Regions from separate parts of the Mus musculus genome. Here region 1 is linked to region 2. A link is a contact called in public HiChIP or PLAC-seq data. All regions are on one chromosome and are shown on one strand. The core of a region is the stretch at or near the end of the contact, and the rest is flanking DNA. Distances in the headings are between cores, read along the strand shown.

Region 1 (6,916 bases), core at 197-2,696, 640 kb after region 2:
AGAACATTGCAAAATCAGTCCTTGGGCTGTGTCTCATTTAATCCTTGAAATCGCTCAGTGGGATGGGACACTTCCCTGTCCTCATTTTCTAGCCAGGAGACAAATTGCAGGTGTCTTTACACGACACCCAGGAACCCAGTGTCACTCCTGTTGTCCCTGTGCAGGAGCAGAGAGCCAGCTCTAGCTTCCCCCCCCCCCGAGAATGTGGGGTGAATTCAAACCAAGGAATGCCCTACAGAACAGCTGGCTGGGACCCTCAGTCATCTGGAGGTCATGAAAATTGAGGCAATGCCGGGAAGGAAGTACTTTAGACAGTTAGACCCCAAACACAATGAAAGGGACTTATGTCACTCTGGACCAGACAAATGTCAGAAGACCCACAGGGGAACAATTGTGATGTTGACTTGAACTCAGTTTTAGTACTGTGTGTGATTGCACACATGTGAATGTGTATATGCTGGTGTGTACACACATGTGCATGAGATGAAAGTCAGGAGATACTGGATGGGGGTGATGTCATGTTTACAACTCATTCTCAAATGCAGATGGAAGGGTAATGCTAAGCTGGCTCGGGCAGCATGTGCCCAGATTACTGGCTCTTAGGGGGGTGTCTTGGTTCAGGCCATCGTAGGCTGCACAATGATTTGAGACTGTCACAAAAATTAAAAAAAAAATCACAAGAAAAGAGGGCCAAAGTGCAGGGAAGCTGTGGGAAGAGCAGCCTAGGGAGACAGCCTGGAGCCTCACACGAGAGTCTTCCCATTTCTCTGCAGGATACGAAGAGAAACTCTGACCTCCAATGCACCCAAGAGAAAGAAAACACTTGCAAAAGGCTTGTGGGCCCACAGCAGTTACAGCCCTCACAGTCTCAAACCAAAGCCGAGGAATAGTCCCGAGGACAGCAAAACCACAGATGAGCTGCAGATCTGAGCACCTGGCTGGTGAATCTTGGAGGTGTTCACTGTGCGAGGATGCTAGACACAAAGGGCCACTCTGTGTGCTAAGTCTTCCACTCCAAAACTGAAGGGAGGTCCCAGTCACCCTGGCAGTTTGCTCTGTGGGCAGGAGAGTTACTGCCTCGGTAGGGGCATCAGGAAGCCCCCTGAACAGCTAAGAGGTGTCTGGATCTTATGGGAAGGTGGTCCTTTAGATACATCCAAACCCACTTATAGAACTGTATACAATGGGCCAGGCTCGATTGGTAGAGCATTTGCCTAATGTCAAGAGGCCCTGGGTTTCATTCCCTGGGTAAAAACATGGTATCACGGTGGTGCACGCCTGCCATCTCAGCTTTAGGGAGATGGAAGCAGGACAGTCAGAGAGGTTGAAGGTCATCTTCCCCTACACAGGGAGTTTGAAGCCAGCATGAGCCACATGAGGCACTACTTTGGAAAACAACAAAAGCAAAAGGAAATCCACAAAAGGTTCACAGAGCTCGGTGCATCTGACCCACTTCCTTATACGCTGTGCCACCCAGCTCAAACCTGAAGTCAGTGACACAACCGAATAGTGGGAAGAACACATTGAAACAGAGGAGAGTGAGGTGGATGGGAGGCAGGTAGGCAGGCAGGCAAGCAAACAGTCAGGGAGGGAGGGAGGCAGGCAGGAGGGCAGGGAGGGAGGCAGGCAGGCAAGCAGTCAGGGAGGGAGGCAGGCAGGCAGGAGGGCAGGCAGGCAGGCAGGCAGGCAGGCAGACAGACAGACAAGAAAGAAAGCAAGCAAGCCAGCCAAGCCGGCAGGCAGGCAGGCAGATCCAGCGAACAACCCAGAGAACCAGCAAGCCAGCGAGCAGAGGAGCCTGTGCAGGCAATAGTGTCTCTGGGGGAAGGGACGTCCTAGGCATCTGAGATGAAGGAGAAAAGCTAAAACAATCCCAGAGTTCAAATTGTTGGAGGTCACACAGCAAGTGGGTTTCAGGACCTGACTTGAACCCAGCTCTGAGGATACCGGCATGTTCTCCCTTCCTGCTGCACTGGCCTGGCCTCTCGAGCAGGAAGAGCCCCACTGCAATCTGGGAGGCTCCCCAGGGCCTGATGGAGATGGCGAAAGCAGCTTGGCAAAGAAGGTCCAATCCAGAGCTGCAGCTCCAAGTGGGGAGGGGGGTCAGTGGGGCACAGGCCCCAGTGGGGCATCCATCTCTCCCGGGCCTCCACCTACCTCCCGTGGCTTTTGCCTTGCTTCCTGGGTCAGAGCGTGGGATCTCTTGCCTCCAGGCTTGGGTACAAATCCAGTTTCATCTAACTTGGCAACATGGGCCCTGGGCCTGGGTTTCCAGCCCCAGAACCCAACCTCTTAGCCTCAACCGGGCAGTAAGCCTTCCACTCAGAGGAGAGTGGGGCTCACTCCAGTGCTTGCATCCTGGAATTGCCAAGGTAGGTAGGAAGGGGGCTCTCAAATCCCAGCCTGCCAGAACAAAATGGAAAGTTCTAGAAAAGCCCCTTCCTGACTGTCTGGGGTCGTAGAGGACTCTTACCAACCACAGTGGTTTTGGGAAAGGTTTTCAGCAATCTAAGGGGGACTGGGGTAGGCTTCTGGGGACATGCCAGGATAGGTCTCGATCCTAGCACTCAGGAGGTCCTGCAGAAAGCTCATTTGTGTGGCCAGCCTGGGCTCCAGAATGAGATCTCGGTTTAAAAAAATAAATAAATAAAAATAAAAACAGAACGACGCTGTCAAAATGGCTGAGTGGGAAAAGGTGCTTGTCACTAAGCTGATCACCTGAGTTTGCTCTCCAGGGCCCACACAGCAGAAGGAGAGAACCAATTCCCACGTGTGTCCTCTGACCTCCACACGTGAATGGTGAGACACTCAAACATACACACACAAATAAATAAACCTAAATTAAAAAACAAAATTCAAAACAAGGAGAAAGAGGAGAAGAAGAGAAAGTGTGGGCCAGTGCAAGCTAACAGCAGCAGCTGTCACTCTTGACTCCTGGCTGGCATGTCGTCCTTGTCGCCTTCTTCTTCGTCTTCTTCCTTCTTCTTCCTTCTTCTTCCTTCTTCTTCCTTCCCCTCCTCCTTCCCCCTCCCCCTCCCCCCTCCCTCCCTCCTCCTCTTCTTCTTCCTCCTCCTCCTCCTCCTCCTCCTCCTCCTCCTCCTCCTCCTCCTCCTCCTCCTCCTCCTCCTCCTCCTCCTCCTCCTCCTCCTCCTCCTCCTCCTCCTCCTCCTCTTCTTCTTCTTCTTCTTCTTCTTCTTCTTCTTCTTCTTCTTCTTCTTCTTCTTCTTCTTCTTCTTCTTCTTCTTCGTGTTGCCACAGGTCAAGCTTGGGTGCCCTTCCTCAGGCCCCATCCACCTTGATTTTGAGACAAGGTTTCCTACCAGCTTGGAACTCAGCAAGCAGGCCAGGCTGGCCAGTGAGCCCCAGGGACCCACCTGTCTTCCCCTCCTCACAAGTGTGAGCCATCAAACCCAGCTTTTGCACATGGGTTCTAGGGTTGGGAGTCAGGTACCAACTGAGCCCTCTTCCCCAATCCCAGTCTTAAAAATCACTGTTCGTGGTGGCTGTGGGAGGATGGGGGATTGAACCTAGGGCCTTGTATATACAAGGCAAATGCTCTGCTACTGAGCTACATCACCAGCCAATTTTTAATTCTTTATTTTGAGACTGTGTCTTGCTCAGTTGCCCAGGTCTGCCTAGGACCTGCTCTGTAGTCCAAACTTCAGGGCAGGCCTCAGCTTCCTGGGCAGCTGGGATCATAGACCTGAGCCTTTAGACCCAGCTCCACTTACTTGAGACAATCTCATTCTGCGAACCAGGCTGACATTGAACTCCTGGTGTGTCGGTCTCTGCTTGTATTCCTATTGGTCAAAAATGAAAACCGCTTTAGCAGTACGTGTGGACACTCAGAGACATTTGCCATGAAGCCAAGATCGATGCTGGATGGCCAGGCACAGGTTGAACCTTCTTCGCACACCCATGGGGGCTTTTGACTAGGGGGTTCAAGTTCAAACCTCTTGTTTATGCCTTTTTAAAAACTCTTTGCAAGTGTATATCTTTTTTCTCTATTAGCTCTTTTGACCATGTGAACTTTTAGTGGTCACAGGAGCAGTGAAGGCAGGTGCTTGAAGTGTTTTCCTAGTGGGGGTCACCCTGAAGGCTTGCCCTGGATCCTCTGCCCATGGCCCAACAACCTTTCTCCTGACTTCCCCCAGGGCAACTGACCTGCGAGCCACCCCCTGGGGTGCCTGCTCTTGTGTTTAGTGTCTTTGTCTTGGCAGCCCTTTTTGGGGTCCATCTGTGGTGCTTAGTGCCTGGTTTCCTACAGTGCCATAGACCTCCAAGTGACAAGCTGCTTACTGTCCTCCAGCTGGCTATCAGTGGACCCCGGGCCACGCCCATGGTTTGGCTGTGGGTTATGAAGGCACCATGCACATTTCTCAAATTCTCAAGCAAGCTCTGACCTCTGCACTTTTGTACCTGGGCAGCTAAGCCAGGCGTGGGTCCCTCTGTGACCAGCGCCAGTGGACAGCATGGGGGACAGACACAAGCAAGCCCCAGCAGCCAACCTGCTTGATCTCAGAGACCCTGTGGGCTCTAATTGTGAGTCATGGGTGGGCTACCTGATGGAGGTGGTCTCTTGGCATGAGAGCTCTGTTCCCTCCGCCCTCACATCCTCCTTTGTAACCCCAGGCAGGGCCTCAGGGCACGGAGAACTTCTCTCAGGCTATGGACAGGTGGATGGGAGGATCCAGTGGGTTGGACGAAAGGGATGACTCCAGGAGAAAGCAGGTCTCAGCTGGCCTCCTGGGAGGGGTAGAAGAGGATCAAACCCCTAGGGGGTTCCCAGCACCCCTTGTTCAGCATCCCAGGGACTGGTTCCTGGCTGTGTGGTCCTCTCTCATAGCTCCCATCGGTGTTCTGGCTTGGTTGATGCTTCCTTCTATTGCTAGCTTTATTAACCCCCACTCTTCAAGAACCTCAGCACACAAGCAAGGAGAAAGGGCTTTAAGGAGATCTGGGTGTCCAGCCTTCCTCACCCAGGAGCCTTTCCAGCCAGAGGCTAGCCCAACTGTCCACCATCTGCCCTATTCTAGTCTACTACTGATGGTCACGGCCAGGAGCCTCCAGCTTTGGGGGCTTCTGCTCTGGGGGTGTCTGGACCTAGAGAGCTGTAGTTTGTCAAGGCCACCCGTAGGCCCTTATTAAGACCTTATGCCATGTTCCAGGATTCTTCTGTCCTATAGCTTAGCAGACTTGGAGGTGAGGGGGTCCACATATGTGTACATATACATGTGTGCACATATGTGTGCAGGGGGGGCATGAGGGACCGCTGACACTTCCTGGACCAGACGAGACTGGCATCTAGGATGTGGGGAGGAGGCCTGGTGGAAGCTGTCAGGCTGCTGGCGGCCCTGGGGGATAGAAGCTTTCAGCCAGACCAGCTCTCTGGAATCTCAGACACCATGCAGGTGCAGAAAGAGTGGATTGTTTCTCTACCTGTGTGAGAAGCAGGCGATGCGTGGATGGTTCTGGAAGAACTCCCAGGACAGGAGGCCCAGTGGCCTCTGCGGAAGGAAGCTGGGGGCTGGAAGGGGAGGGAGTCTCTCTGAAGCCCTGCCCAAGGCCCTGGGGTCATATTCTGCCTGCAATTAGCTGTGTGGCCCTATGCCAGTGGTGCGCCCTCTCTGAGCTTCGGTTTCTCCATGTGTAAAGGGGGTGGGGGGCGCTCAGGGAGGCTCAGGCCTACAGAACCTACTCAATCTTGTGTTCCCAGGAGGACCGGAACCACACCTCAGCTCCCTGAAGGAGAGGGCAGTAGGTGCTGGTTTGGGTTGACCTAGCCAGGGCAGAGCTGGAAGAAAGGAGCAGGGTCCTGTCCAGGAGGAGGCTGGGAAGAAGACACCTGTCCCTGCCCTGTGCCCCTGGGGCTAGCCAGAAGAGTATCTACCCAGACCTCAGGCTGGAGACCAGGGGTCAGGTGGGCTGGGGGACAGGGACAGAGAAACAGAGAGAAAGGCAGAGTTAGCTAGGGGGACAGCAGCTGAGCTGTGTAGGGTGAGGGCAGGCTAGGTACCACATGCCCACTGGGAATGGAACAGGCGTCCATATGTGGGGACCCAGGTGGCACGGGCCTGGCCCTCCAGTCACCAGCCACTCCCTGTCTTTTTGTCCTCCTGGAGCTGTGGCTGCCTCTCCAGGGGGCCTCGTTAGAGGGCAACTGGGAAGGCCTCAGCACTGAGGTAATCACAGTCTGGAATGTTCTCTAGGAGGTCCAGGTGCAGGCGAATAGGTCCATCACGTCTTGGACTCCCAGGGCCTTGTGTGTCAGGACAGACATACCACTTTGTCCCAGAGCCCCCACACCCCCTTGACAGCTCTTCTCAGCTCCTTCCTAAAGCCTCCCATGGCTTCCCAAGCTGTAAACTGACCTCCCCTTTGCCCGGGGCCTTGAGTTGGGCCTCCAGCTCTGGCCTTTCTTCCTGGCCTCCTCTTTTGCCTTTTCTGAGACTGGGTCTTTCCACATTGCCATGGTTGGCCTTGTAATCACTTCTGGCCAGCAGGCCTTGAACTCAAGGCAATCCTCCTGCCTGTGATTTACCACCGCAGCTGGCTTGACCTCCTGCTATTTCCTGAACCTTCTGAATCTGACCCACCACAGGACCTTTGCACCTGTGAGTGCAGCCCGCGCATCCTTCAGCTCAAAGTCCCCACGAGGACTCAGAGAGGCCCACACTCCTCAGACTCCTCGGGCTGTCCAGGCTCTCTCCTCCCCGAGCTCAGCGCCCTCTGCTCTCTTATGAGTGTTGTTGGTTTTGTTTAGCCCAGGCTGACCTTGAACTCACTACATATCGAGGGATGACCTTGAATTCTTGGTTTTGCCTGCACCTGGGCTGGGATCCCAGGTCTATACCATCAGGCCTGGCTGTTGGCTCTTTTTTTCCCCAATTTTACTTTTACTCTCCTACTTTACTTT
Region 2 (6,825 bases), core at 2,842-5,341:
CCATTGGGGGCCGTGTGACCCATCCAATAGCTGACTGTGATCATCCACTTCTGTGTTTGCTAGGCCCCGGCAATGCTTTTCATTCTAACACCCAGGAAGCGAGAGCGGGTGGAGCTCTGTGAGTCTGAGGCCAGCCTAGTCTACAGAGCAAGTTCCAGGCCAATCAAAGCAACATAGTGAATTCCTGTCTCAAAAAGAACAAATAAACAAATAAAGAACATAAAATTACAAATGGGTATCACTCTCGATACAGCTGTTGACCTCTCTTCTGGACGCAGTGTGTGAACAGCATCGCTAGTAAGGGAACCTGTCAAGCAGCTCATGGTCTGCTGACACAGCGGAGCTCATGGTGAGAACTGCCTGGAGGCCCCATGAACACACCTCATACTCTAACAGGCAAGCATCTCCATGACGACAGGAACAGAGGGACTGCAAAGAGGGTTACAGCAGGGACACATGAACCCAAGCGTAAGTGTGTGAAGACTCATGTGTTAATCCCTGCATGAATACACAGGAAAATCATTTATGTCATTTGCTTAAGGAAGGGACTGGGGAGGGGGGTAGCAGGAGGGAGCCATGTGACTTTTAGAAATGTGAGCAGTTATTTCTTAAAAGGTAATACTAAAATTAGTGAGCCAGAAAACTTCATATCTCGAAGGAACAAAACCCAGTATCAGTTGGCTTGGCCTGAAAAGTCTGATTCACCCAGAATCCTAAATGGGCTGCTCCTCCCCCTCTCCCCTGCACACGCTCCTATCACAGCAGCTCTTCTTATTACAAAGAAACTTTCTATTCTGCTCAATGTCTTTGTTTGGGAGGGCAGAGATATAGCTACAAGCCGACCTTGAACATGGTAGCAACAGAAAATCCTCATCTTGTTTCCATTTCCCAAGTGCTGGGGATACCATGCCAGCAAAACCTTTTGTTTTTTTAAAGCTCTCCCTCTGTAGCGTAGCTGTCAGGGGACTCACTATGCAGACCAGTTTCACAGAGATCGAAGTCACAGAGATCCACTCGTCTCTGCCTCTTGAGTACTAGGATTAAAAGTGTGAGCCATCAGGGCTGGAGAGATGGCTCAGTGGTTAAGGGCACTGACTGCTCTTCCAGAGGTCCTGAGTTCAAATTCCAGCAACCACATGGTGGCTCACAACCATCTGTAATGAGATCTGACGCCCTCTTCTGGTGCATCTTAGATATAATAACAAATATAATAATAAATAAATCGTAAAAAAAAAGTGTGAGCCATCATGTCTAATTTAATAAAAAAAAAATCATGAATTGCCCTTACTTATCAATACTTTGAAGACTTGCTTCTGCCTCCCTGTCTAATTTTGTATATGCTTTGGGAAGTTAATTTAGCAGTCTTTACATATCTGTTAACATAAATAATAAACTCAAAGCAAGTCACATACAAGCATGGTTGTATGCATATTGTTAAATAAAAATGTACACAAAACCACAGGGATAAATACGGGTCAGAGCCGGGTATGGTGGCTCATGCCTTTAATCCCAGCACTCGGGAGGCAGAGGCAGGTGGATTCCTGAGTTCGAGGCCAGCCTGGTCTACAGAGTGAATTCCAGGACAGCCAGGGCTACACAGAGAAACCCTGTCTCGAAAAAAACCAAACCAAACCAAACCAAAACAGTTCAGACAGATTGTAAGTAACCATAACTACTTTTCCAGAGTAGGGTGAGAGTGCGTGTGGGGAGTCATGTGAGTGGGAGCCCTCAAGTGCAGCAGAGAGAGGAGCCAGGATGCTCCATCTAGGCTGCCCAAGTTCACATCCCAGGTCTGCTCACTGTGTGAGCTTCAAAGCACCTCAGAGCTCTTAAGTGAGAGGAAGTTTCCCCTTAGTTTTTTCCATCTGCAGATGGTTTTACTTACCAAGGAGGGCTATTGTCACGACAGTGACCTAACATATATAAAGCAAGGCAATTACATCACACTGTAATTATATATCTGATAGTACTTAATTTAAGATAGCCAACCAACCTGTGGAAGAGAAGAAGCACCTGTTACCCGCAGTCCTCTTGTGAACTGAAGATTCTGCTCCATCACTATGCTTGCCCCTGGGAATGGTCCCCACTAGGAACTATAAGTGTCTATGCCACAGGTGATATTCACTGCATTTCAGGGAAATAGTTCTAAATGAGGCATGCTAGACATCTAGAGCGAAATCTCCCTGTGTGATGCCACAGACTCTGAGGAATCCTCTTACCTGTTCCAGGAGGTCCTTGAATGATAGCCAGCTCCTTGGTGAGGGCGAACTGTAAGGCTTCCATCTGGGAGTCATCCAGCTTCAGGGCTTCTTTGGAGGGCCATTGGCCAAAGTCAAAGACATTAATCCTAGGATGTCTCAAAGCCTCAGCACCTCTCAGAGACTTCCTCATGGCTGAGGGATTCTCCATGAGGGGGGTGAAGTCATATCTGCCACCCATTAGCAAGTACCTCGGGTTCCTCACATAGGAGTCACACTGCACAATGTTCCTCTGGAAGGGGACATCTTCTTCCTGGACCTCTTGTAGCCCTTCCAGGACATGCCGATAAGCCTCAAAGTAGGCTGTTGTCTCCACCATGAGGAAAGAGTCAGAGGGCTGAACGTCAGCCAGCAGCTGCTGGCTCTGCTCGTTGAAGCACAGCTGGACAATCCCTTGGCAGAGATCTTCGTGCTCTCGGTTTGAAACGGTGGCAAAAAGAAACGTCTCGAAGTTGTCCTTGGACATGCACACTAAGGACCCATACAGCAGTCGCTTGGAATTCTGCCAGCGAACAAGCTTGAGCGGCTTGGTGTCAAACTGCACTTTGTACACGATGCCAGAGGCTGAGCACATCGGGGTGATGATCCTAGCGTCAAAGTAGATTCGGATGTCATCGAACTTCCTCTTCCTCAGACACTGGTCCTCGAAGCTTTGTAGAAGCTTCAAAATGCCTTCCCGAAGGGGCCTAACAAAATCCTCTCGCAGGAGGCGGAAGTGAGTGTCGAGGTAGACAGCAGTGCTCTCGTATTTCCCGGAAATGATGTTGGGGCGAAGGAAGGGCTTCTCATCTAGGTGCACCTCGTTGTAGGTGGGGTAGATGGGCATGGCCCGGTAGCTCTCAACCTCCCCTTCCGCCTCAGCCTGCACTAGAGTGTAGGTGTCTACTCTCAGACTGCCCTGGCGCCTCTTTTCCTGCAGATACTTAATGATAGCCTGTACCTTTTCCAGGTTCTTCTCTGTCTCCTCTTCTATGTCAACCCCAGAGGCTCTCAAAGCATTAAGAGAAGTCGGCAGGAGAGAGATGAGCATGGAGGTTTCCTGCATAGAGCTGGCAGGGAAGACACTGACGAGGTCCTGGAGGAGGGAGATGATATTGCTTATGTGTTCTGGGTACTGGTTCCGAATGTCGGGGCTGGGCTCCGTGATCATCCCCACCACGTAAGCTGGCAGGCAGACTCGGAGGAACTTGGAGTTGTTCAGGATGCCCAGCACATGCAGGATGCTCTGACGGTCTATCCGGGAGCTGCACGCCTTCCGGAGAACTTGGCAGATCAGCTGAAGGAAGCTGGGCTTCATGGAGGAATGAGAAAGCAGTTCCTTGAGCCCTAGGCTTGTGGCAAGCGTGATGGCCACCTCAGAGGGCTCCTTCTGCAGGAGGCTCTCCAGGAACTTGTAGCCCAGTCTCTTGGTCTGCTGTGGCTGCTCTCCTGGCTTCTGGGGTGGGGTGTGCCACTGCTGGAAAGTGTCGCTGGACCATGGTGGTCTGTGGCTCCTACCTTCCTGGTCGTCATTCCTCCTCCTGGTGTCATTCTGGCTTTGTCTCTGGTCTCTAGCTTCGTCACTGGTATGCCCTTCCTGGTTTCTTCTTCCCTGATGTGGGTTCCTGCCCATAGCCCTAAATCTCTCTTCCCTCTGTCGGAAAGGAGCAGGATGGTTGCTGGCCCTCAGATGCCTTCCAGCATGGTTGGTGGCTGCTGGGTTATTGGTCTGGTTTCTAGCTCTTGGTGGCAATTCTCCATCCATAGGACCTAAACACAATGGGGACACTGGGTAAGCAGAGTGGAGGAGTCACGACGCCCAATAAGACAATAATGAATACACTTTCATCTTCCAAAACAAACAAGCAGCTCAGACTTTGCTTGTAGAGATTGAAGTTTCTCGCCAAGGGTTGAGAGGGTGATAGCTTAGCAGTTAAGAGCACACACTGTTCTTTCAGAGATTAGTTCCCAGCATCCACACTGGACAGTACAAAACTGCTCTAACTCCAGCTCCACGGGGATTCAGTGCCTCTGGCTCTGCAAGCACAGGCACACACGTGCCCATAACACAGACAGGGTTGTTAAAAAAACAGTAAGTTTTATTTTGTCTCTTCAAAACAGTCTTAGTATGTAGCCCTGGCTGTCCTGGAACTCACTCTGTAAACCAGGCTGGCCTTGATCTCACAGAGATCCACCTGTCTCCTCCTCTCTGGTGCTGGGATTAAAGGTATGCACCACCACACCCAGATTATTAATTTTTTAAGGTTTCTTATAAAATTGTATAATAAATAAAATACAGAGCTACAGAGCCAGCCAGGTGTGGTGGCTCCTAACTGTTGTCCTCAGAGACTGAAGCAGGAGGATCATTCAAGGCCAACTTGGATAGCATAGTTTCTTAGAAGTTAGCTTGGGCTACACGGCAAGAAGCTGGTGTGTGTGTGTCTGTGTGTGTGTGTTGTCTGTGGGACCTAGACAGTGGTAGTACACTTGCCTTCAATACATGAGGCCCTGGGTTCTATGACAATAGTACACGAAAAAATGATTACTGTTGCTGTATAGAAGAGACTGTTTCCTGAAAGATACAAAACAGAAACCAAGTGAGCTCCTGTGAGCGCTCCGGCAATGGTGGAGAGGTTACTGTATTTCATCTTACTTTGTGCCCCATGCTGGTGTCTAACTTTCAAAAGGTTCTAGTCTCTGGCCAGCACAAAAGTCAGAAGACAAGAGTCAGCAGCAAGGCATGGTCACTTCCTCACTGTGGAGCCTTGGGCAGTTTCTCCGTCTCTTAGTGTTTGGCTGCTATTGATAAAATGTTTATAAAACATCAGGTAGCCAGGCAGTGGTAGCGCACGTCTTTAATCCCAGCACTCAGGAGGCAGAGGTAGGTGGGATTTCTGAGTTCGAGGCCAGTGTGGTCTACAGAGTGAGTTCCAGGACAGCCAGGGCTATTCAGAGAAACCCTGAAAAAAAAAACCAAAAAACCAAAACAAAACAAAAAAAAAACCATCAGGTAAACACTGCCAATGTGTATCTCAATGTTTCATGTAGACTTAATCAGAGGAAATTTATTTTAAAACACATAAAAATTACTCTCGGACTACCTTGTGACTTCTGCAGCTCCTCTGCTAAACAGCTATCACGTGCTACAAGGCCAAGTGGAATCAAACTATGAAGGAAACACCACCTGATCTTTGCCCTGCAACAGGAAATGCAGCTTGAATGGGAAGGAGGAAGGCAGTGCCTCCCCCTTCCAAGATGGTTTTTTTTATTTTTGTGGCTAATCCACAGACTGTGGAGAGAAGGAAGCACCAGCACCCAGTTTCCTTGTTGGAAAATGAAAACTGAAACCTGAAACTCAACTCTGATTCAGGAAACTTAAAATCGAAACTAATTATCCCCCCCCCCCTTACAACTGCTTGTCTTACACAGGGACCCTGGGACCCAGGGAGGCAGCCATCACTTTCCTTCCCTCTACAGGGATTCTACAGCTGGCCTTAGCAGAATGCTGTGATTTGCAATTTGTGATTCACAATTTGACAATAAAACTTAGGAAAGCTACTTCAGATTTTTTTTTAAAGATTTATTTTTTCTTGGATATTTTCCTTATTTACATTTCAAATGTTTTCCCCTTTCCAGACCTCCCCTTTGGAAACCCCGTCTCATTCATCCTCCTTAACACTTAAGATTTAAGATGACAGACTGGCCAGGCAGTGGTGGCTCTTTAATTCCAGCACTTGAGAGACAGAGGCAGAAAGAAGCAAGAGGATCTCTGAGTTCAAGGCCATCCTATACAGAGTGAGTTCCTGGACAGCCGGGATGCTGAGAAACCCTGTCAGATGCAAATACACTTAAGTGGGTCTTTTGTTTATTTTGTTTTGTTTGATGCCAGGTCTCACTGTGTAATCCTGGTTGGCCTGCAATTCACTAACTACACTGGCTTAAAACACAGAAATTTGTTTGCTTCTACCTTCCTGCTGCTGGGATTAAAGAAGCCACCTGACTAGGGTCTTTTTTTTTTTTCTGGTGGAGATAGGCTCTAATCCTGTAACCCAATGTGGCCTCTAATTCTTAAAATATTTATTATTATAAACACTATTATCATTTTATGTATATGAATGCTTTGACCCACAGGTGTCTATGCACGTTAATTCTCATAAAGTGTTAATATCTTAATATCATTAACTTAAGAAACTAGAGCATTACATTTTACTGAGTTGCCATTAAATTAGAAAAAAAAAAATTTCAAGACTCAGTCGATGAGGGCACTTGCTAACCAACCCTGACAATGTCAGTTCAGTCCTCAAGACCACATGATAGAAGGAAAAAACCCAACTCTTAGGAGAAGTCTTCTGATTTACACACACACACACATCATTAAAAATTAATGCTATTGGTTATCCTTTTAAATTTCCTAACGATGCTATTGGCGATTAGACGCAGTTTCTATTGGGCAGCCCGGCTGCAAACCACCAGTCAGTCTGTTTCTCACCTCCTACCACCTGCGGGGAACCAAAAAGGAACCTTCCAGGAGGCAAGGGCTCTAACTCCCCAGCCCTGGTTTGGGAGGCAAGCTTTCAGCAAGGAGCTC

What was found. HiChIP or PLAC-seq counts read pairs in DNA pulled down with a chosen protein or histone mark.
Region 1: a contact with region 2 is called in an H3K27ac HiChIP or PLAC-seq map of microglia, with 5 times the contacts expected there. The contact joins two enhancer-like sites. A contact is called at or near these places in 2 of 39 promoter capture datasets (liver and pre-B cells) and 1 of 115 datasets of contacts at active chromatin or transcription factors (microglia).

The regions. Positions count from the first base shown.
Region 1 is chr2:167,700,240-167,707,155 of GRCm38.p6, forward strand. No RefSeq gene overlaps it. Among named protein-coding and RNA genes, the nearest start is that of A530013C23Rik, 13 kb to the left of the region's middle. Within about 2 kb of position 1,447, at least 52 of the 459 cell types and tissues checked have an H3K27ac peak or open chromatin away from gene starts, as enhancers often do. A contact at or near this core is called in microglia, where this site is marked.
Region 2 is chr2:167,052,935-167,059,759 of GRCm38.p6, forward strand. It overlaps Znfx1 (zinc finger, NFX1-type containing 1), which reads right to left. Exons shown (of 14, transcript NM_001033196.2): 3 at 2,220-4,007. Among named protein-coding and RNA genes, the nearest start is that of Zfas1, 6.6 kb to the right of the region's middle. Within about 2 kb of position 4,092, at least 26 of the 459 cell types and tissues checked have an H3K27ac peak or open chromatin away from gene starts, as enhancers often do. A contact at or near this core is called in microglia, where this site is marked.